Regions from separate parts of the Mus musculus genome. Here regions 1 and 3 are each linked to region 2. A link is a contact called in public Hi-C and HiChIP or PLAC-seq data. All regions are on one chromosome and are shown on one strand. Each heading gives the region's core, a stretch centred on a gene start, on an enhancer-like site or on the middle of the called end of the contact. The rest is flanking DNA. Distances are from core to core; before and after follow the strand shown.

Region 1 (2,764 bases), core at 122-2,621, 1.4 Mb before region 2:
TTTAATCTTCTAGCCACCCCATAAAGTTCCATACATTTTCCCTATCTTATATCTAAGAAAAGGAAGACTCAGAGAGGTATAGTATGAGGCTTAGGGCCACACAGCTGGTAACAGGCAGAGCTAAGATTTGAGTTCAGCATAGTCAGTCTTCTAAATTGTAGTTACTTCAAGCACCTCTCTTGAGGCCTGTGCTTTCTGGCTCGTGATCAGGTTACCCTGCTCTGAGACAGCCCAGCAGTGTGGCATGGAGCAGTGGGCCAGAGCCTTCTTGGGCACTTTCTGACTGTGTCCTAGGAAGGTGCCACTTCTCCTCTTGCCCTTTACTTGCTGGTGATGTATGGCATGACATCATCTTGGGTGGTTGCTGGTTATAAGTAGCATGTGTAAGCCATGGCTGTCATGCATTGACTCAGGCAGATACTCTCAACATGGAGGCTCTGCCTGGGCATCCCTGGCTGGTCAGGTTCATCCACGGGTCCCATCTCACATGTATATCACATGGCTGGCTGCCAATAGGATTGAGTGAATGGCAGCCTGGCACAGTATGTACCACCATTGTAGCCATTCATGAGATCTTAATGCTTAGGAAGGAGCTAGGCCTGCCAGCAGTTGAGGGAAGCTGTCAGAATAAAGGTTTGCCTGTCTCATGAAAGCGAACTTGTAAACCTAATGACTGCTGGGCTGTGGAAGAAGTGTGTCATCTGGGTTTCTCACTTGCAACAGAACTCTCTGGAAGGACAGTTGGCATCTCCCCGTTGCCGTGTGGGGGTGGACACGTTTTATGTGACAGCAAGGCAAGAAAGCTAACAGTGATCTCTGAGGAGTTATGCTCAGCTTAACCCTTTGAATTGCTACAGCTTTAACATCAGCTCCGGGAATACTCGCAGATATCTCTCGCTGTCCGTGTTCTCTCTGAAAATACAAATGACTTGAATGTCTGAGGATTTGGTAAAGCATTGGTGTTAACAGGGATAGTCAGAGTGTGCTCAGGTGCTGGGGGGAAGGTGGGAAGTTTGTCCCAGGGCTCAGATCCATGTCTCCGAGACAGGACTCCGTGTGAAGAGCTGTATGTAGAAAGCTGTCCTGTCCTGTTCCTGTCACGCTACTCTTTGATAGAATGTTTAATTGAGGCAGGTTTTCTGAGAGCATTGTTTGAAGTAACTCAGGGGTAGAAGGTAGTGTTTCCCCCCGGGATTCCACTTCCTGCTGCACATTGAAGGCAGTTGTTGTAGGCAGTGTTCTGATGCATTTGCTCCTGCCCAGTAGAGCACTCCAGGATTCCTTGGCTGCGAACCCCTCCTACTCCAGTGGAGACCAGCAGCACTCAGCCAGCCCTTTTGGCTGTGGGCAGCAGGGTGGCGCTAGACACCTGGCTTTTAGTCCCCAGGAGGCTTGCCTCTCCAGGCTGTTCTGAGCTCCTGTTTTGTGTTAGCTGTAGAATGGGGCCCCATAATGAGGTTGGGGGGTGGGAGCAGGGAGAGGCTGATGAGCCTGATGCAGAAGCTGTGCCCTGTGGGGACCTGTACTGAGCTCCACAGGAGAAGAACTCCACTGCACAGACAGGCGTGCTGCGTGCTGCCCGTGTGGGGGAGCCTGGCGCTTCCCCAGCAGGTGTCCTCCTTCAGATGGACTTGGAGCCTTGTCCCTAATGTTTATTGCCTTTCTTCTTTAGGGATAGCGATCTGCAGGTCAGGCTTATTTGCGAGATCCATATTACTTCTGATTATTTATGAATGGATTGGCCAGGGGGAGGCAACCAACTCGATTAATTCATCAGTGAGGCAGCTGGAAGGACCTGTGACAAATAGTGCAGGCTGTCATTTGGCCAAAGATTGTCTGTGCTGGGATTGTTCCCCCAGGATAACCATGATGACAAACATAATTGACATTTTTTATTAACCCTGAAATGATTAAAGATGCTGTTGCTGAATTTGTGTCAAAGTACCCAGTCCCTGGCATTTTGAGAGGACTCGGTGTGGGGCCAGTAAACAGCCTGTGCTTACTTCCTGTTCATCACTTTAATCAGCCAAGGCAGACAGACAGAGCCCTGCCTGATTTGGTCCTGAAACCAGGCCAGAGACAAGACTCTGTTTTCCAGAACTCTCTGGCATCACCGTCATGAACACACAGGAGGCACTCTGTTCAACAGTCTACTTAGTCATTGGTTAGCAGATTCTGACATTCCAAGGTGTGGGCTTGGGGGACTTTCCCTAGGAGCTGCAGTGGCAGGTGGAGGCACAGGCAGATTTGGATGGGGGGCTATGTGCTGTTTGGGGGCAGGATAGACTGTCAGACTGAGTGGGCGAGGGAGCCGTGTGGGGGGCAAGTGTAAAGAGTAAATTTTGGTTAATGTATAAATGAATGGATTTAATTACATTTTATATGTGTATATCATTGTACTTAGCTCCTATCTGATCCCTCCCTCATTTCCCCTGGTCTCTGGGTCTCCCCCCCCTCCCTCCCCCTCTCCCTCTCTCCCTCCCCCTCCCCCTCACACACATACTTTAAGTGAGGTACAGTGGTGTGCTCTTTAATCCTAGCTGTCAGGAAGCAGAAGCAGGTGGATCTCTGAGTTCCGGTCAGCCAGGACTATATGGTAAGATTCTATCTAAACAAACAAACAAACAAACAAACAAACCAGAAGCACCACCACTACTACCACCAAGAACAACAACAACAACAAAAAACCCATCAACAACAAAACTACAAAGAAAACAAAAGCCAACCCCCCCCCAAAGCAGACCGTGTTTGCCTGAGTGAAAGA
Region 2 (2,967 bases), core at 303-2,802:
CATGGCAGAAGATCATGCTAGCCATACTGAGGCTGCCAAGGGCACAGCAGGAGGCAGCCCCACCGGGCCTGCTCTGGGAGTGTGTGGGGGTACACCCAGGCTGGCAGGAGGACTGTAGCAGGGAGCCAGAGCCTCCCGGGCACTCTTGCCCTCTGCTCCGGTTGTTCACTTCTAGGAACTGACCCTAAGGCCGCAATCAAGGATTCCTACAGCGCCTAGCCCAGGGCTGCGCTGGCCAGGCCATGTGGCGAGTCAGTGTCCACACCCTGGGGGGCCTCCTCTGTGCAGTGCTGTGTAGCTGTGGGAAGCCAGGATTTTGGCTAGATGGCATGAAGCTGGCATTAAAACCAGTGAAAAGGTCAGGATGGGAACAACTGTACGTGGATGTCCTTGACGGGAAGCTGTTTGGGCATTCGTTTGAAAATGTCCCGGACTGAAGAAGCACCCTGACCTTCCTGCCAATTCCTAGGGCCCCCCAACCAGCCCCTTCCTGAAATTTGGTACCTAAAGCCAGAGCCCAGACCTCTCCCTGCCCCTCCAAATCCCTGGCCTCGCCTACCACCCCTGGGAAGCAGATGATGGAATCTTACTGGTGAACTGGCTTTGCTGACTACCCCATTTCTTTTTACCCTTCCACATCATCTGAAAGGAGCAGAGAAGCGAAGCAAGCTAGGGCGTTGGCTGGCTAGGGATTTGTCCCGATCCTACACCTCACCCCCTCCGCCACACATCCACACTCTTCCAGTCCCTCTCCCCACTTCCCTCCTGCTCAGGGCCTGTAGCAGCCTGCTCCAAAGCCCAGAAAAGGAAGAAGAAGAAAAAAAAAACCTAACAACAATAACAATGCTCAGAGTCAATTCGCCGAGCCTAGCCATGCTCACGGCTGTCTCTCAGAGCTGCCCCCTCCAGACTCAGTTTCTCTACCTGGGAAGGAAGCATAACCACACCCCGCCCCGGGACCAGTGAGAGTCTGTGGAAGGAACAGTGTATGGTGTGAAGGGGTACCCTCTGGAGGCTTCTCCTGGGGCCCCCAGACCCTGAAAAGCCAGAGCAGAACCAAGCCAATCGCTGCTTTAAAGACATACCACTCCCCTGACAGCCCGAGGGCCAGGCCAGCCATGAAGGCGGAATCAAGACCCCAACAGAATTCTGTAATGAACACTCTGCTGTCTCAGTTTATGAGAGAATACATAAGACGTGTAATTGCTTTTGTATTTCGGACACTCATTAGAAGAATAATAAATGTTATTATTTATTAATATGGCAATGAATCATTCAGTTTTTTAAATTAAACATTAAACCGCTAACAAATTAAATGTAAATTATTAGGCCCGCGGATGATGGAGAGGCTCCCCGGGGAGGGGGCAGCTCGCTGGCTGCGCAGAAGCACGCCGCATGTCCCGGGACACAGCCGCAGGGCCGGGGTGAAGCGAGGACAAGACGGCTTGTGGGCTCAGCCTGCCCCCTGCTGGTTATCAGCAGGAACGCAGCAGTCGCAAGCACCCCATCCGCCCAGCGCCAGACTCCTCTGGATCCTTCTAGAAGCAGCTACGCCACGGGCTGTCAGGCGCCTGCGCTCTTGTCCCGCATGAATTTTTGCTGCGCAGACCTAGTTGGGGAGGGCTATCTGGCTTGGAAATGCGTGCGCCCTTGAAAGAAAACCGCCTCCTCTGTCCTCTGCAGCCTGGACCATAGTTCCTGGTGCACTGTCGTCACTAATAAGCATCCACTTGTAGAAAAAAAAAAAAAAAGCACAGAGATCCTCAGTATCTAGCAGAGGTTGCACAGCCAGAAGCTGGCAGAGTAGGAGATTGCAGTCCACCTGTGTCCAGTCCAAAGCCTGTGTTTATCTTGTATTGCTTGTTGGCCCTCTCAGGAGTTGGGGTCCCAGGCTAGTCTTCTGGAACCCATAAAGAGACACCTGTGTAAGGAGCCAAGGGAGTTATTTCCAAAGGACTAAACACCACATACCAAGTTACCTAGTGCACATAGCTGTTCAATAAGGTAGGCGCACGCCCACGCCCATTCCCAGGATATGTAAGCTGAGGCTGAAAAAGACTGCAACAAGCAAGAAATTAGAACTAGTACCTGCCAACCCAGACTTGGCTCCTGATCACTCCAGAACCAGACCCCATTCCTCAGGAAGCAGTGAGCAATCCCTCTGCCCACTCGTGTGCCCACTCCCCTGTATAACACACACACATGCTGGCCAGTACCCATGCCTTAAGGGAACACTAAGCTCAAATCGTATGAGTCCTCGTATGAGGGCACTGGGGGGCGGGGGGCGCGGGGGAGAACCGGGGTGGGTCCCTGACGCCGACAGTGCTAGTACGGCTGCTCTCTGGGACCTCCAGTTTATTCTTTAAGGAAGATCTCAGGAATTGAGCCACTGAACACTGAAGCCCCAGTCCCACAAAGTAAGGCTTCTAGGAAATACCCCAGACACTCGCTGAGACAGACTTCTGGGAAGGGGCTCACAGCCCACCCCAAACTGAGGGGGTTAGCCCTCTGCCGTCAGCCCAGGCTGCTGGGACAGGGAAGTCCAGCCCATAGGCAAGCCCTGGCTGCAGCTATGGGGTCTGAGGGCAGATGCACACCTGGGGGTCCTGGTCCTCTCTTTTACTCCTTATCTGTGTGTGATCTCCGCCCTGGGCTACCCCTTGGCTCCCCACAATACCCTTCCTGCCTTGGTCAGTCTAAGTGGATATCTGCTACACAGAAAGCCACTCTCTGTCAGATTATCACGTTATCCCCTCATAATAGGTACAACAATTATAAGCACCCATCAAGCCTGGCTGACGGACCCTACATCATAGGGCAGATTGAGCCACGGTTTGTTTCCCTGTGTCTCCCCTGCCCCTCTGACACCCACCCCTAGGAGAGGATGGTCGGGTGAAGGAAAGGTAAGGGGTTATTGCTTTTCGTTTGGCCCAAGCTGGGAACCACTGGAGGTTGAACTGTGAACTT
Region 3 (2,710 bases), core at 115-2,614, 1.4 Mb before region 2:
GAGACCATTCGAGAAGGCTCTGTCAGGCTAAGCCTCTGAAGTGCCACTAGCTCCCATGGGTGCTTGAAGCAAGTGGTGTGCCGCAGCCAGGGCCTCTGTAGGTCTTCAAGCTGTGTGGCACACTTGGGTTTCCCCAGCACACTTCAGGAAGACGTTTAGTGCCCCTGAAAACCACAAAGGAAACAGTGAGCGCTGGCTGTTGCAGCCCCCAAGGGGTAGGCTTGTTCTCAGACTGGCATTTGTGTCTGTTTGCCACTGAGGGCTTCTCCAGCAGGGTTCAAATTGATGATGGTCCCTGGCTACTGTCCTTCAGGTACACCTTTGCCCACCCCCACCTTTTTTAGCCATGTCACAAGACCCTTTCTTTAACCCCCTTCTGCATGTGTCTGCCATCTGTGACCCCTTCTCCTGGAAACTAAGCATCCTTTCACTGGCTCCCATCTAGGGAGGGCTTCTTCATCTTCATAAAGCAGTTCTTATCCATAGCTAGGACACTCATGCCAGCCCTCCTTATGAAGAAGATGACACCAGGCCCTGGCACGATTTTATTGATTGAAATGGGCTTACAGTAGCCATGTTTCTCCTCTGTGTGGGCAGCAGCCATCAAGGAACAACTGGTTCTTCTTAGGTTAGGCCCCCTTTGTTGACTGGCCCCGGATCTGAACTCAGTCAGGCCATGTTTGATGTTAGTATGGTGGCTTATGTGTTTCAACAAAGCTGCTTACAGCCAAACACAGCTGGTTTGCAAGCTAACTCCCCACCTCCTAATTTTAAGAAATGCAGTTTTGTCCAGCTTGATAATTGAAAGTGGCTGGGCTTGGAAGGAAAAGAATGGCAGCTGCCAGCTCCTGCAGCCACCATCCATGTGGCCGTACTGTCTGTCAGGTCCAGGGCTTGCTTCTGCTCTTCTGTGTCTGCTCTCACACCCACCCCTGAAGGGCAGTTTTGAGCATGGCTTTGCAGTAAGGCTGTCAGGCTCTGAGCCCAGAGCGTGCCAGTGGGCATGCAGACAAGGCCTACCTGGCCCTCAGCCCGCATCCTGCCTGGCCTCTGCCCCCTTGCCCGCATGGCCCTGATCCTGCTGCACAGAGGGTGATTTGAACGTTAGCAAGCTTCTTTTCTCCTTAACTTTGAGTCAGGATGGTTACATTTACAGCTGGCTGAATACTTCCCAGAGGACGCTGTAACGATATTGATTTTAGCGAGATGAGTCATATGCCTGCTGCCTGGGAACATAGGCTCAATTACCACGGGCCAACAACACAAGCTTTTCCCTGTCAACATTTTCCCTACATGTCCCTGAGTCTGTGGCTAGGAACAAAGAGCCACGGAGGAGGAAAGGTCACGAGTCGCCGGTGGGTCTGGAGGTGGGATGCAGACAGAGGGACTCTGGGGTCAGACGAGCCAGTCAGTGTCTGTGTGGCTGGCCGTAGGGCCAGATGTCCTCTCCCTCACCAGACTCCCTTTCCTCAGCTCCGAGATGCAGATTAGTTCCTGCCCTTACCCAGGATTGCTGTGTGACAAGTGCAGGATCCAACCAGGCCTGCGGGGATAAGCTTACTGTACATGTTGGTCCCCCTTCCCACGTGTGACCTCAGAGTAGCATAGCCAAGGTGAGCTCCCTGCAGGGGGCATGGTCGTCCCTTCTCTTTCAAAGGGATCAGTACTTGGGTTTCACTTCATCTGAAGTGCCATTGATGAGTCAGGAGTGGTCTGGGAGCCAAACATGCTGAGTGAAAATGGAGGTGCATAGGCCCCGACTCAGCATTAGGCTGCCAGATGTTGTCACCCTGGCTACAGGAGGGGCTGCCCCAGGTAAGCTTGATTTCTATCCCAGCGCTCAGTGGTTGCCTGCCTGGGTCACCCAGCCCCTCAGTGGTACTGGATGGAGAAGCTATGGAAGTGGTAGTGTTTGGAGAGTGAGTACTCAGAGTTTCTGTGGAACCCTTGAACCATGGCTTTGCTTTAAAGGACGGTTTATTCTAGGGCTGTGGATTGAACTTGGAGCCTCAGACTCATAAGCAAGGACTCTGTGCTGACACCCCCCCCCCCAAGCCCAGAAACATAGTTTCTATTTGTATCATTATCGATCCAAAAGGGAAAAGAAGTAATTTTTCTTAACTCCAAGAAGATCCAAACAGTTTTTATACTGGTTGAGCTCATTATAACCAGATCAATACAGCCAAGTGCCAATGGATTACATATTTTAAAGCTCAATTTCCTATAAGCCTGCAGTGAATAAACAGAAATTCCTATAACAAGCAGACAAGCAAGATAGTCCCAAGGTGAAAGGTCTGTTACAGCTAGCCCAAGAAGAAGCCCCGCCCAGGGGGAGAACTGATAGACAGGCGACCGTTTGGGGGAGGTGAGAGAGTGCCACGGATTCCAGGAGAAAGACCTTCACCTCAGAGCGGCCAGTGCTCTTGGTCAAGCTTCTCCTTGCTGACTTATCTCCCGCCTTTCCTTTCTGCAAGGCTCCTCAGCAAAGGTGCAAGGCAGCCCAGGCCTGCTGTGTTCTCCAGGCCTCCCGGGAAAGCCCAGCAGTCATTAGTCTCTTAAGGTTCCCATGGTTAAAACCCAGCATCCCTTGGCTTTAGCTTTTAATTTAACCACAGATGAATTCAATAAGTTAGGGTTTAATTTTTCAAACAATAATGGCCCTCTTTGGTTGCTTCCTCCAGAGTGTTTTGCATAGCACTTAACGTTGAGT

Evidence for each region. Hi-C and Micro-C count contacts between places; a contact is called where the count stands out from the background. HiChIP or PLAC-seq counts read pairs in DNA pulled down with a chosen protein or histone mark.
Region 1: a Hi-C map of cerebral cortex shows a contact between it and region 2, with 3 times the contacts expected there. The contact joins two enhancer-like sites. A contact is called at or near these places in 1 of 15 datasets of contacts at CTCF or cohesin (large pre-B cells), 4 of 484 Hi-C or Micro-C datasets (bone marrow-derived macrophages, cerebral cortex, cortical neurons and 1 more) and 1 of 115 datasets of contacts at active chromatin or transcription factors (astrocytes).
Region 3: an H3K27ac HiChIP or PLAC-seq map of SST interneurons shows a contact between it and region 2, with 13 times the contacts expected there. The contact joins two enhancer-like sites. A contact is called at or near these places in 1 of 15 datasets of contacts at CTCF or cohesin (large pre-B cells) and 1 of 115 datasets of contacts at active chromatin or transcription factors (SST interneurons).

The regions. Positions count from the first base shown.
Region 1 is chr12:108,952,605-108,955,368 of GRCm38.p6, forward strand. The region is part of intron 2 of Wdr25 (WD repeat domain 25); the gene reads left to right. Among named protein-coding and RNA genes, the nearest start is that of Wdr25, 60 kb to the left of the region's middle. Within about 2 kb of position 1,372, at least 50 of the 459 cell types and tissues checked have an H3K27ac peak or open chromatin away from gene starts, as enhancers often do. A contact at or near this core is called in cerebral cortex and cortical neurons, where this site is marked.
Region 2 is chr12:110,372,124-110,375,090 of GRCm38.p6, forward strand. No RefSeq gene overlaps it. Among named protein-coding and RNA genes, the nearest start is that of Gm40577, 44 kb to the right of the region's middle. Within about 2 kb of position 1,553, at least 29 of the 459 cell types and tissues checked have an H3K27ac peak or open chromatin away from gene starts, as enhancers often do. A contact at or near this core is called in SST interneurons, cerebral cortex and cortical neurons, where this site is marked.
Region 3 is chr12:108,983,572-108,986,281 of GRCm38.p6, forward strand. All of the region lies in intron 3 of Wdr25 (WD repeat domain 25), which reads left to right. Among named protein-coding and RNA genes, the nearest start is that of Gm52002, 61 kb to the right of the region's middle. Within about 2 kb of position 1,365, at least 39 of the 459 cell types and tissues checked have an H3K27ac peak or open chromatin away from gene starts, as enhancers often do. A contact at or near this core is called in SST interneurons, where this site is marked.